Linked DNA regions of Sus scrofa: region 1 is linked to region 2. The links are chromatin contacts, called in public Hi-C maps. All regions are on one chromosome and are shown on one strand. Each heading gives the region's core, a stretch centred on a gene start, on an enhancer-like site or on the middle of the called end of the contact. The rest is flanking DNA. Distances are from core to core; before and after follow the strand shown.

Region 1 (6,465 bases), core at 2,687-5,186, 480 kb before region 2:
TAGATCCTGTTGGTTAATGGTGTTGGTGATTTCTTTTATTTCCTTATTTTCTGTGGGTGTTCTATCAATTGTTGAGAGAGAAAGAGGTGTGGAAGTCTCCAGCTTAATTGTGGATTTGTCTATTTCTCCTTTTTGTTTTATTGGTTTTTGCTTCACATATTTTGCAGCTCTATTGTTTGGTGCATATGCATTTAGAATTGCTATACCTTCTTGGTTGATTGACCCTTTTACCCTAAAATAATGTCCCTCTCTATCTCTGATAATGTTCTTTGTTCTGAAGTCTACTCTATCTGATATTAATATAACCACTTCTGCTTTCCTTTGATTAGCATTTGCATGATATATCTTATCCCATAATTTTACTTTCAGCCTGGTTATTATATTTGAAATGAGTTTCTTTTAAACAGAATAGACTTGGGTCACATTTTAAAAATTTCCTACACAGTAGTCAATACCCAATACAATTGACATAATGTCAGCATTTCCACCTTCCAAACCCATGGCATGAGAATAAAAGACAAACTTACTTTGGGAGTAATAAGAGAAGCCTTCCTTGGACCTTCCCATCCATCACCTCTTCTTGTAATAAAAATCTGCAAGCTTTCAGCATGGAATATGAGTCACAGCTATTTTTCTTCCACCCCGTTTTATGGAGTAAAGAATTACCATACCTGAGGTTGAAAGAAAGGATACAGGTTATTTTAACTTCAGGTAGAAGGGTGTTGTCATTTTTCGACTTTCCTTTTAAATTTACACTAAAACAAATCATATATCCTGCATGAATCACTTTTGTAACTTATTATATTTTTTAAAGTGTGTGTCTGTCTCCTTCCTGAATTTTCCTTCCACCATCCAGCAGTTTCCTACAGATTTAGCCTTGGGAGAGGCCATGCCCATCCTATCCTTGACTTTTCCCAATTCCTGTTTTTTTCCCTTTGTTGCATAAGGTAGAGGCAACAGAAATTCTACTTCACTTAGCTTCTCTGTATGAGTTTGGTACCTTTCCTTATCCTATGATATTTAGTAGGTTTTGCTAAACCATGCTGGATGTGCTTTGGCATCTCAGTCTACACAGTGGACAAGTAACAGTTAAAATTTCCATCTCATGAAAAGGAGTTTTAATTGTCAAGAGGGGGACAAGACTGAGGACATGTCATGAACTCTTCTAATGTGGAACTGCTGCAAATAGAGGTTAAGGTCAGGAGACCCAGTGTGAGCCTGAAAGAGACCTCAAAAAGCCACAGTTCTTGAATTTGTAGCCTAGAACCTGAAGTCTTGCCTTCTCTGAAAATGCCCCATTTTGCTCATTCAACCAGCTGAGTGTAAGATCCGAATGACTGAACAAATTCTCATAATTCCAACCCTTCTGAAGCTGCTGCCTGGGGTATAATTGCCCAGAGGCCCCAGAAGCAGGAAAGGCAGGGGCCACAACAGAACAATGCTGGGAGAGCCCCAACATTGACCTCCAGGCTCTGCTACCTTCATAGCCCCTCAGCTTCCAGGGACTCAGCTTGCTGTTAGTCTCCTTCCCTGAATCTTGAACCACATTTGTCTCTCTAGACCTCTAGTATCCCACACTTTGACCTGACTCCCCTCGTCTTCCTCAGACATGTGTTGTCCTCCTAGCTTGAACTCAACAAGCTATACTGAACCCTTTTAGGGTGCTGGCCAACCACCCGTTTCCCACTGGAGAAGGAATTTTGGACTCATATATGACATACCTCCCTGGGATACTGTGAGGCTAAGATGAACTGACAAGGTATTATTACTGGTGGAGGTAGAGGTGGAAGTTGTTAGCAGTGATAGAAGTCATGGTTGATAGGACTGAATAAAGAGTAACTTTCAGACAACTTTTAGAAGGAAAAGCCTTGGGCCCTCCAAATTCATTAGTGCAGAACCAGATACAAATTCTTTCTCCAAGATTGTAATGCAGGAGACTAAGGGTCCCAGGAAATCCAGCTCTAGTCACAGATCTATGCCTGTAGCTCTCTAGCAGTCATTAAAAATATTTCTGCTTATTCAGCAAGGCACATTTGCTGGGGATTAGGAGAAGCCATAAAACATCGCACTCTATTCAAAGTCTTCTTCAGATAAACCCTCTGAAGCTTTGAAGTATTTACTTGCCAAAGATTTTACATTGCCCCTTATCCCCTGGGCAAAATGCCTCTGTATGTGTGTGTGTGTGTGTGTGTGTGTGCACGCACACGCAATATTTTCTTAAGGTCTTGCCAGATCTAAAGGTCAATCCCATACCACAGAGGTGGATAAGGTGGGTAAAATGTTTTTTTTTTGAATCATCAATACAGGATATCCAAATATCCCATTCTAGTGCCATCTCTTCCTAAGAGCACAGTGTACTGGGAAGGGCATTGGGGAGGGACTTAAAGACCTGACCTATAATAGCAGCTCCACTACCAACTTGTTACATGACCTTGGCAAGTCACTCCAAGTCTTAGATTCCTCATGTATAAAGTTAAGGTATAGTCAAATGCGTCCTCAGCTTCCCTTCTAAAAGCTAAAGCTCCACCTCTGACTCATTTTCAGCTGAATTCTCAGCCACATGAAGAGCTTCCCCATCTCCCAGCAACATCTTGGGACTTCCTTGGGGCATGAAGAGAAAATGACACAGGATTCCTTTCAACATGATCCATGGGATGTGACACAATCTTATTTTTTTTGCCCTGTGGAGGGTATGTGTGTGTGTAAGCGTGTATAGACCTGAGTTCACAAATATATGTGAACATGAACTCAGGAGACATCTTTTACAATTGAGAGCATGTTTAGAGGTTATAAAATCCTGCATTTTTCTTTTTCTTTCTTTTTCTTTTCTTCTTTTTTTTTTTTTTGTTTTGTTTTGTTTTTAGGGTTGCACCTGTGACATATGGAAGTTCACAGGCTGGGGGTCGAATCAGAGCTACACCACAGCCACAGCAATGCAGGATCCAGCTGCGTCTATGCCAGCTGGATCAGCAATGCCAGATCCCCAACCCACTGAGCAAGGCCAGGGATCGAACCCGCATTTTCATGGACTAGTTGGATTCATTTCTGCTATGCCACAAGGGGAACTCCAAATCCTGTGCTTTTCAAACACTTTATAAGCAGAAGTGTCCTTTCCTCAGGGAAACTTTCTGCAAACTCTGAATATATGTAAAGGAAAGAATAGAGCTTTGGGTATGGACGCCCAGGTCCCCATCTCTTTCTTGGTGGGAGGAGAAGGGTGAGGTCCTCCCATCCAGGCCTCAGAGGCTCTCTGTAGAGCTCAAAACTTTGGATGTCCAGCTGAATAGTTCACAGGAGAGCAAACAGAGACTCAGAGAGGCAGGGACTTGCTCAGGCTCATATACTAACTGGTGGAAAAGCTGGGGCTCTTGAATATCTACCTAAGAGTGTTTGAACACATCATGTCATAATCAGCATTACCAAAAGTGATTAGGGACATAATTGCAAGCATGCCAATACCCCCATAAAGAAGAACTCTCTGAGGATCCTGGAAATTTTAAAACTCAGCAACTGTCAGAGCAGCATCTGTGTTATGATTCAGGAATCTCTGGCTTAATACACTGATGACTCTTCTTGTGAAGACAAATATGACCTTGTTTCTAAACTGCTTTTTAAACTGAGCTATTTTTTGAAAAAGTCTTGTTCATTTCATGCATAATTAAAGAAAAGAAATGATTCCAATAGAGGCAAAAGGAAATGTTTTCACTTGCTTGTTTGGGAAAATGCTTGGGGAACCACAGCACCACTGTCAGGGTGAGCTCACAAAAGTGGTGCACGGAGGTACGAGGGCTCCTCAGTGTGGCCCTGGATGTTTCTGGGAAAATATGTATCAGTCATGATCGTCGAGCTCCAGGGTCCAACCCTAGGTTGCAAAATATTTCCCCTTTTGGACTTCACCTCAGCAATAATTCAACAGTGTGACAACTCAGTAGGAAGTGGACCTTGAACAAGAGTGATAGGTATCTTTAGCTTGCAGGGCTTGCAAAGCTTGCAGGGCTGTGCAGGAAGCTTGGTGGCAGATCAAGTAATCATATCCCGTGGCCTTCCTCTCTCACCAAAGTGATATTTGCATTGTGCAACCCAAGCACATTTCATACAAAATCCTGTTCCCACTTTTTCTCTGAATGGTATTTGGCAACTTTCATTGGTTCCTAACATTTTGTTCTGGTCACAGATAAATCTCCCCTGTCCACTTAATGAGCAAGCTGAATCGCAGACTCTAAGAGCTGGAATTGGCCTCAGAAGTTACCAAATCTGGTCCTGTAGTTTCCTAGCAAAGGAGTCAGAAATAGAGACAGGGAAGTGACCTGACCAAAATCACATGAGTCAACAGCGAATTTGGGACATGAGCACAGCTGTCCTAATATCAAGGACTTTTCCACCCTTCCATGCCACTTCTTTGAAGTTGGCCGCAATACAGTAAGATGAAGTCTTTTCTACCTGGGTCACTGGTGTCTGATCACAAAGGTTCATTGGGGACCTAGGGAAACCCCTCATTAGGCAGACAGTCTGGAGAGGAAGGCAGATATTGAACCAATAATAGCAACTGAATAGGCACATAGTTGCAAGTGTGCAAACAACTCTGTGAAGAAGGATCAGCTGCTGTGGGAGTGTTATCTCCGGGGCTGATAGGGGCTGTTTGTGTCCAGGGTAGGATCTGATTGGCTGGTCCTATGACTTAGCAGTTAAATATGTTGACTCTTACCTTTGGTTATCTCCCAAAGGTGGTTCCCATAATGTGTGGGTTGCTTAAACTATTTGATTCTGCTCCCATGTGTTTCTTCTGCCTGACGAGTCTACCTGGAATCTACCTCCAGGAAGACAGGTACTGTGAAAAGAACTAAGATTCGTACAAACAATTTTAGTCTGTCAATCAAGCTATAAGGGGAGAAGTGACATGGATGTTCAAATTAGCTCTGAGTCCTCTGTGCTTGCGCTCCTCCAGGAAATGGCATGTTGGATATTGGAAGCCTGGTATCCCAGTAATTTAGTAATACAATTCTAAAATTGCTTATGTTTACATCAAAACTAAAGTAGTGATTTCAAATTGCATGGCAATCTGATTTTGAACATTCACCCCTCCTCTTCAACCCTCATCAACACTTTAACAAGCCATTCTTGTTATAATTTCTGCAAATGCAGCCTCTGCAGAGTTAGAAATCCTACCATGAATCTTTCTGGAAAATGAACTATCATGCCTAAATTTCTCATCATCCCAGATGTATGTAAAGAAGCTAGAGTTAAAGGAAATTTCTACACACTAGGCTTCACATTGAAGGGTTAATCACAGGACATTTTTCTGAATCAAAAAGATTTGAGCTTCGGATCTGAATTAGCACCTGAAATTGCTCTCAGCTTGATCTAGCCTCCTCTGTATCTCTTCCCAGTTCACTTTCCATCCTGGGATTCTTCCTTTCCTCCTCTTTTCCTTTGTGTTCATGTGGTTGCCCTGAACCCTTTCCTCATTTTTTCCTTAGTCCCCAAGTTGTTCAAATTTTCTTCTTACACAATGACTCCCCCTTGGTTTTCCCTGGCTTTCTCTAAGCCCAGCATCTTCATGGGTGGCCCTATTGCCTCTCCTTCCACTAGCCAGTCTTTTTCTCCCCTCCTTTCCCCCTCCCCGAATTGTGAGAGCTGCACAAAAGCTGGAACCAGAGGTAGAAGGGGAAAGAGCAAAGCTGCTTGTCCCAGCATTTCCTTCCCCTGGCTGGGTAAGTACCTCAGGGAGAGGGTGCTGAGCTTCCCTGGCAGAGGACAGTGTGTCCAAAGCAAGTTGGCTTTGAGTCAGCATTCAGTTTTGGTCAGTGCTCTCTCTCCGTTGAGAAATTGGGCCAAGTTTGGCCAAAGGCCCATTCAAAGTCCAGTTCTGGAATATGTGTCTATTCTTTCTCTCTATCTACTCTCCCCAGAGAGCCCAGGAGGCCAGACAGGCTGTTCCCACACCGGGACCTCATCAGGGTAGTTTGACATCACTTTTCCTCTCCAGGAAAAGAACTAGAGTTGAACTTTCCTTTAAGCAGATCCAATATAGATTTAGAATTAGAGAATAACATCTCTTTTTACAAAAAGCTTTATCACGGAAGTGTTTTCAGTAGGACACAGCTATGGTACTTTTAAGACATGATTCAATTTACAAATGTTTCTAAGCTTCTTTCAGGAATAGATTCATTGTGTAAAGTAAGACATACTATAAAATCAAGTCCTCGTCCAGCCAAGAGAAGACAGAACCAGCCTGGCCTGATCACTTCGCTTTTGTCTTAAACTCCTACCTCCTATTGTCTCCATCTATTTCTGCCATCTTTTCCTGTTCTTCCCACATGTCTGAAGTGGAACCACAAAATGTTACCAAAGCACTGGAATGTAGCAAAGTAAGCATTCAATATGTATTATTAAAATAACCTGACTTGAATTATACATCCAAATGAATATTGTCCCCTAAAGTAGTCATACTTAATTTATTACTAT
Region 2 (7,556 bases), core at 3,585-6,084:
CACTCAAAGTCCTCCTACATGACACCTCCTTCTTAAAACCCTTGTTATACCTAAGGCCAGATCATCTCTAGACCTTCTTTAACAGGCAAGAGAGATGACATGTCTGGACCATCTCTGGACCTAATTTAAATCTCTTTCGACAAGCCCTCACCCCACGCTTCCATCACCACAGGCCTCCGAGTTTAGAAAAGTGGTTCTCAAATCCTGGCCCTGGTGTGTAATTTATCTTTAAAACAACCTGCTTCTGGCTTTTGGTGTCACAGGGCAGAAGCTACTGTCATTCAGGAAGAAGACTATGGGCCCCATCAGGTCCAAGCTGGCCTGAGAAGCCACCACACAGCTCGGTGGCCTGTGCATCAACCTTGCCAAGGGTTATGTGGTGCCCAGGGGGTCACACAACCACATCCTGACTTTGGGCATTATTATAGTTTTCTATACCAGCAGGAAAACCAAGTGCCGTAATTTCTAGTCACTCTATTTGGAAAGGATAAAACAACAGCGAAGAATCCACTGCCCCAGGTCAGAGCCCAGGAGGTAGAGTGGTGGTGACCAGCCATGCTCTCAAACCTGCAGGAGGAGCTAGGGCTTCACCAAGGTCCAGGAGAGACCGTCAGGCAGAACCACCAGGCAGCACTGAAGATGGTTGCCCCCAAATCTTAATAAAACCTTACCTAAGAGGGAAGACTCTGTGTCGGTGTGGTAAATGGGCCTTGACGAAACACAGCCAAATGAATGAGCATGAGCTTCTGGGTGTTGGAAACAGCAAGGGAAGAAGGAGGCAGAGAGGGGAGCAGAGAGGGGAGCAGTGAGATCTCAGGCAGGCTTATCTACAGACAGAGCGGCTGGGAGCACTGAGCAGAGAGAACTCAGGGTCCCCACAGCTTGGGGTGGGCGGGGGGGGGGGGGGCCAGCTAGTTATATAAGGAGAGTGGTAGTTTCTATTTTTGGCACATTCTATTTTTAGGACAGTTGGATGGAGTAAGAAACAGGGAGGATATAAAGTATGTTGTTATAATTTAACAGTTTCTCCAGTTATTTTTGTCTTGCCGCTTTATGTTTCATTTGGTACAGTTACCTCCTGACACTGGGGGCACAGGGGCAGAGGTGGCAAGTGTTGCCTTAGGCTTGAAACCTCATCTTGGAAATTCTGAATCCCAAAGCAGAGATGTGTAGTTTCTGAATGAGGGAGGAAGCTTTTATTGACATTGTGACATTCTATTCCAGCCGCTCCCCCAGAGCCATTAGTTATGGAGTTATACTTGTAAGTGTGGACCTACAAGTATAACTCCCAAAGGCCTTTTCACAAATCCCAAGAACATCCACCGAGACAGGGGAGGAGATGCGCTCACACTGGTTCCTGGCTCTAAGACCCTGCGGGTGACCAGGGGCAGAGGGGACGCCATGGGGAGACAGTGCCCCTACTGCTGCCAAAGGGAAGCACCAAGCCTCTGCCCCTTACCAACTGGGACACAGGGGGCAGAGGTTAAAGGTCAGGAGGTGAGCATTACTCTCCCTTGGCCCCTGCTCACAGAACCATTCCTCCTATGGGGCCAGCTCAGAGAAAACAAACAAAAAAAAAAGCCATAAAAAGCTGGCTTCCTACCATAGCCAGTCATACCCACCATGACATACTTTTTTTTTTTGGCAGGGAGGCCCAACCTGTGGCATATAGAGGTTCCCAGGCTAGGGGTCGAATCAGAGCTATAGCCGCCGGCCTACACCACAGCCACAGCAGTGCAGGATCCAAGCCACATCTTCCACCTTCACCACAGGCAACACCAGATCCCTAACTCACTGAAGAGGGCCAGGGATAGAACCTGCGTCCTCATGGATACTAGTAAGGTTTGTTACTGCTGAGCCACAGTGGGAACTCCTGTAATATCTTTTTATAAGAACAAAAGCTAGAAAGAACCTAAATGCCTACAGTGAAAGAATAAAGTTAAATCAACTATGGTGCAGGTAAATCTACACAGCTGTTACAAGGAATGACATAAATCTGTGGAGAGACACAGGGAAAGACAGCTGAAATGGTTCTGAAAACACATTTAAGACTCATACCTCATACTTTGCTGCTCCCGTGGTTACACTATTTGCATGTTTTATTTTAATTTTTTTTTCTTTTTAGGGCTGCACCCATAACATATGGAAGTTCCCAGGCTAGAGGTCAATTTGGAGATGAAGCTGCGGGCCTACACCACAGCCACAGCAATGTCAGATCCGAGCCAGATCTGTGATCTACACCACAGCTCACAGCAACTCTGGATCCTTAACCCACTGAGCGAGGCCAGGGATAGAAACTTTGTCCTTATGGGTACTAGTCAGACTTGTTCCCACTAAGCCACGGCAGAAACTCCCTATGTGCATGTTAATGTAAGATAAGGATGCCTAAAGCAAAAAGAAGTGAATCTTGATGAGTGGAATTTGCAGATGTTCTCAGGCCAGTATAATAAACACCTTCGAACCCTCCAACCCACCACCCAAAATAAAAGCAAGCAACTATACAATAAACCACATTTAACCCGATGACCCCTCATCACCTTTCCTGATTTCCTGATCCCCTATTAACCACATTCTCACTCCCCTTTATAAATAGTTGTGTTGACTTTGTAGATAGTCCCTGACTTAATGATGCTCAAGGAAGGTCTGTATATGTATATTTAAGGTATATATTTCACTTTTATTTTTAATTATAAAAAAGGGTATTATGCTCTTTGTAATATTTTGAAACTTATTTCTTTACTTAGTAATATTCAAAGAATTATTCACTTTGCTATATATTGTTAAGTTCATACATTGGGCTGCTCTGTAATATTTATTCGTCTACTCTCCTGACGTTTCCAGTTTTTTGCTCTGGTGGACAGGACTGTTTGATCATTCTCTTTTTTTTGCTTTTTAGGGCCACCCCCATGGCATATAGAGATTCCCAGGCTAGGGGTATAATCAGAGCTACAGCTGCCGGCCTACATCACAGCCACACCAGACTGAAGCCACATCTGCAACCTACACCACAGTTCACGGCAACGCTGGATCCTTAACCCACTGAGCACGGGCAGGGATCGAACCCACAACCATTTCTTGGGCTGCTCCTGCAGCATATGGAGGTTCCCAGGCTAGGGGTCTAATCCGAGCTGTGGCCACCATCCTACACCACAGCCACAGCAACGCGGGATCCAAGCCGCGTCTGCAACCTACACCATAGCTCATGGCAACGCCGGATCCTTAACCCACTGAGCAAGGCTAGGGATTGAACTCACAACCTCATGGTTCCTAGTCGGATTTGTTAACCACTGAGCCACGATGGGAACTCCCTGTTTGATCATTCTTGTGCATGCCTTTTTACTGTTACTGTTGTTGTTGTTATGCAAGAATTGCTCTTTGGTACATGCCATGGAGTGGGACTGCTTTGTCATAAAGTCTGTAAAAGTTCTACTTTAGGAAACAATGCCACTCAGCTTTTCAAATGGGTTGTATGAATTACTCCCACTAGCCAAGCCTTAGAGCTCTCTCTCTAGATTTGCTGCCTCTCCAACATTTAGTACTGACTTTCGTTTTCTTTTTACAGCTGCTCCAGCAGCCTATGGAAGTTCCCGGGCTAGGAGTCAAATTGGAGCTGCAGCCTATACCACAGCCATAGCAACACCAGATCTGAGCTTGCAGCAAAGCCAGATCTTTAGCCCATTGAACGAGGACAGGGATTGAACCCACATCCTCAGGGAGACAATGTTGGGTCCTTAACCCACTGAACCACAATGGAAACTCCATGTTGGACTTTTTTGACTTTTGCCAACTGGAAGGATGCAAGATGGTGTCACAGTGTATTTGATTTGCATCTTGCTAACCACTGTGAGTACCAGATATCTCTTTAAATGGATCTTGGCCACACGTAATCTATTTTCTATGAAATGCCTGCTTGTGTCTTTTGCAGACGCTTCTCTTGAGTTGTTTGTGGTCTAAGTAAGCCTCGCTGGTGCCTGAAATGGAAATTCCAGGGGAAACATTTTTCAAGGAAACTGATGTTCACCTGCCAGGAGATGGGGCTGGAGGGACACACAGAATCCTAAAAGGTTGGTTTTCATAGAGGAATTCAACAAAAGTCTGAGTGTGACATCCTAGAGACACCAGGAGGTGAATGGGGCTGGAATGTCAAAATCTCCCCCTTTCCTGCCTCGCTACCTGCCACAGCAGCAAATCCCCAGTGCCCTGTGCCAGGGGCTTCCCGCACTTTCCGCAGCGCCCTGCCAGGAGCCCTCAGCACCTAAATGTTTGGTGTCCCTTCCGCTGAGAGCAGAATAGCAAGTTCAGATTACTGCCCAAGTTCTTTGGCAATGGAAGAGATCACTTTAGCTCTGCCCCCCAGCCATTAGGAAACAAATTTCCAGAGGTTTCTGAGTAGCGAGGAAAGAACCTACGTAGACACAAATCTTCCAATTTATAATCGGAAACTGCAGGCCCAGTTCTTTTAAGGAAATAGATTGAATTTCAAGAGGAGACAAATAAATGGAAAGCACAGAGCATACTGCTTCCAGAAGTGGCGGCTCCCAGCTCTGCTCTGGACCAAACCATTTTCAGCATCACAAATCACCCTCAGCCCATTCGGGGGCTGCTGCTTCCAGGAGCCTCACAAAGCCTCCCCCAGAGCAGCCTCATTTGGATCCAGAGGGATCACTTCCTGTCCTTCCCAAGATCTGTTCCAGTTGCATCTACCAGCTGCTGTCATTCTTTCATGATCAGTTAATTTCTTCTTTATGATCTTAGAGGCCTTTTCCCCTGTTCTCCTTCCTTTCTGCTCTGCCAACACCTGACGTCAGCCTGTCTCTGGCCACAGACGAGGTGAGGTCAGGATGACCTGCCTCTGACTTAGTTCCTGGGCACTGGGTCAAAGGCCACCCAGTGTGGACATGAGCCATCAAGAGGCAAAGGGAAGGGGAGGCTCAAATTGAAAATGAAGTCTTTGGTTTTTCCTAACTTTGTTTTGTTTTATTTATTTTAGCGTTTTAGTACTGCACTTTTTAGGCATGTGGAAGTTCCCAGGCTAGGGGTCTAATCAGAGCTGCAGCTGCCGGCCTACACCAGAGCCACAGCAAGGCTGGATCCAAGCTGCATCTTCAACCTACACCACCACTCATAGCAATGCCAGATCCTTAACCCACTGAGCTAGGCCTGGGATCAAACCCCCATCTTTGTGGATAATAGTCAGGTTCATTACCGCTAAGCCACTTTGGGAACTCAGGATTTCCCCTAACTTAAATGGAAATCATCAAAGGAAATTCTTTGAGTCATGTACGTCCTTTTTTTTTTTTTTTTTTTTGGCCAGGCACGAGGCACATGTGGAAGTTCCTGGGCCAGGGATCAAACCTATGCTACAGCATACTTAATCCACTGAGCCACCAGGGAAATTCTGTACACTTTTTTTTATTATGGTAAAATATGCATAGCATATAATTAACCATTTTAAAGTGCACAGCTCAGTGGCATTTAGTATTTACAACATTGTACAACCACCATCATCATCCATCTCCAAAAGTTTTTCTTCATTACAAAGCGAAACTCTGTCCCCATTAAACGCAAACTTCCTACTCTCCCCTCTCTCCAGCTTCTGCAACCAATATTCCACTTTCAAATTTGACTCTTCCAGGTACCTCATAGAAGTGGAACCGTCCAATATCTGTCCCTTTGTATCTGGCTTATTTTACTTAGCAAAATGTTTCCCAGATTCATCTATGTTTACGTGTATCAGAATTTCATTCCTTTTTGAGGCTGAATGACATTCAGTTGTGCATATATACCAAATCTTATTTATATATTCATCTGTTGATGGACACTTGAATTGTTTCCAACTTTTGGCAATTGTAAAAGTTGCAGCTATGAACATGCTTGTGCAAAGATCTGTTTGGTGAAGTGTTTTTAATCATTTAAAACTGTTTTTCTCCAATGCACACACTACCTTGTGCCTCTCTAAAAAGCTAGTAAAAACAGACCAAAGGGCTGGGTAGCATCATTAGCCAAGGACTATGCACTTTCTGAGTTCTGCACAGTTTGCATTGGGCTCAGACCAGGGGTACATCCAATCAGTGTGGACTGCTGGGGACACAGACGGCACTTGTCACGTGGATTCCTGCCAAGGCTAGTCCTCACAAAGGGCCAGCTGGGTCCAAGTGACCAGCTCCTGCCTCAGCCCAGCCTTATCAAAGGGTTACTGAGCCCTCATTTTGATTAGGCAAGTACTTTATAATCATTTACTAACAGATCATTTCCATCCTCAACAGCCATCAGCCAATGTAGAAATGGAGTATTTACATGGGGCGGGGAGCCAATTTCATATGGAGTTGATGTACAAATATGGGTGCAACCTTAGAGACCAAACTTGCTTTGCTCTCAGGAAATAAGCATAAATGTTATACTTGCTGTTCTGTCGGTGAAGCCATAGTCCCGAAGGTGGGGACTTCTGTACCTGACCACTCCACCTGACCATGGCATCCAAAAGGATGACCTAAGAGCTATGAGTTTTCCGAAGTTCCTGTTGTGGCTCAGTGGATACGAACCCAACTAGTATCCATGAGGATGCAAGTTTGATCCCTGGCCCCGCTCAGTGGGTTAAGGATCCTGCGTGAGTTGTGGTGTAGGTCGCAGATGAGGCTCAGATCTGGCGTGGCTGTGGCTGCAGTGTAGGCTAGCAGCTGTAGCTCTGACTTGACTCCTAGCCTGGGAACATTTTTAGGGTGGGTGCTGCCCTAAAAAAAACAAAAAATAAAAAAAGCTGTGAGTTTTCACTGACTCCTCCATATGCTCTCCCCCAAATCCTCAGAGAGGACTGTGGGGTGAGAAGCATGAACAGTAATAGCTGATCCCCAAGAAAAGGATATAACTGCCAAGCAAATGCCACTATGACAGCATAATACCATCTGTCATTCAATAATGCAAATATTGGGGAGCACAGCAGAAACGAATTCTACTAGAAATGATGAGGTTTCAGGTTTGATCCCTGGCCTCAGACAGGTTAAGGATCCGGCACTGCTGTGGGCTGTGGTGTAGGTCAAAGACATGGCTCAGATCTGGTGTTGCTGTGGCTCTGGCGTAGGCTGGCGGCTACAGCTCCGATTCGACCCCTAGCCTGAGAACCTCCATATGCTGTGGGCATGGCTCTAATAGTACAAAAAAAGACAAAATATAAAAAAATTTTTAAAAAATAATGTCCATGTTATTTCAAACCCCACTCCTAACTACAATTTCCATAGCCTTTTACTAATTTTGGTTTGTGGGATTCTATAGTTTTAAATTCCATTTCTCAGGTGAACCACATGTTTTACACACACACACACACACACACACACACACACACACATATATATTTTTTAAGGATATGTGGGCTTTACTTATTTATTTTTTCTTTTTACAACCTCACCCAAAGCATAAGGAAGTTCCCAGGTCAGGGGTCAAATCAGAGCTGCAGTTGTCGGCCTACAGCACAACCACAGCAATGCCAGATCCAAGCCACATCCAAGACCTACACCACAGCTCCCAGCAATGCCGTAACCCAGTGTGCGAGGCCAGGGAAC

Evidence for each region. Hi-C and Micro-C count contacts between places; a contact is called where the count stands out from the background.
Region 1: a contact with region 2 is called in a Hi-C map of liver, with 8 times the contacts expected there. The contact joins two enhancer-like sites. A contact is called at or near these places in 2 of 47 Hi-C or Micro-C datasets (liver and skeletal muscle).

The regions. Positions count from the first base shown.
Region 1 is chr6:107,591,727-107,598,191 of Sscrofa11.1, reverse strand. No RefSeq gene overlaps it. Among named protein-coding and RNA genes, the nearest start is that of GATA6, 310 kb to the right of the region's middle. Within about 2 kb of position 3,936, at least 9 of the 83 cell types and tissues checked have an H3K27ac peak or open chromatin away from gene starts, as enhancers often do. A contact at or near this core is called in liver, where this site is marked.
Region 2 is chr6:107,115,284-107,122,839 of Sscrofa11.1, reverse strand. No RefSeq gene overlaps it. Among named protein-coding and RNA genes, the nearest start is that of MIR133A-2, 120 kb to the right of the region's middle. Within about 2 kb of position 4,834, at least 2 of the 83 cell types and tissues checked have an H3K27ac peak or open chromatin away from gene starts, as enhancers often do. A contact at or near this core is called in liver, where this site is marked.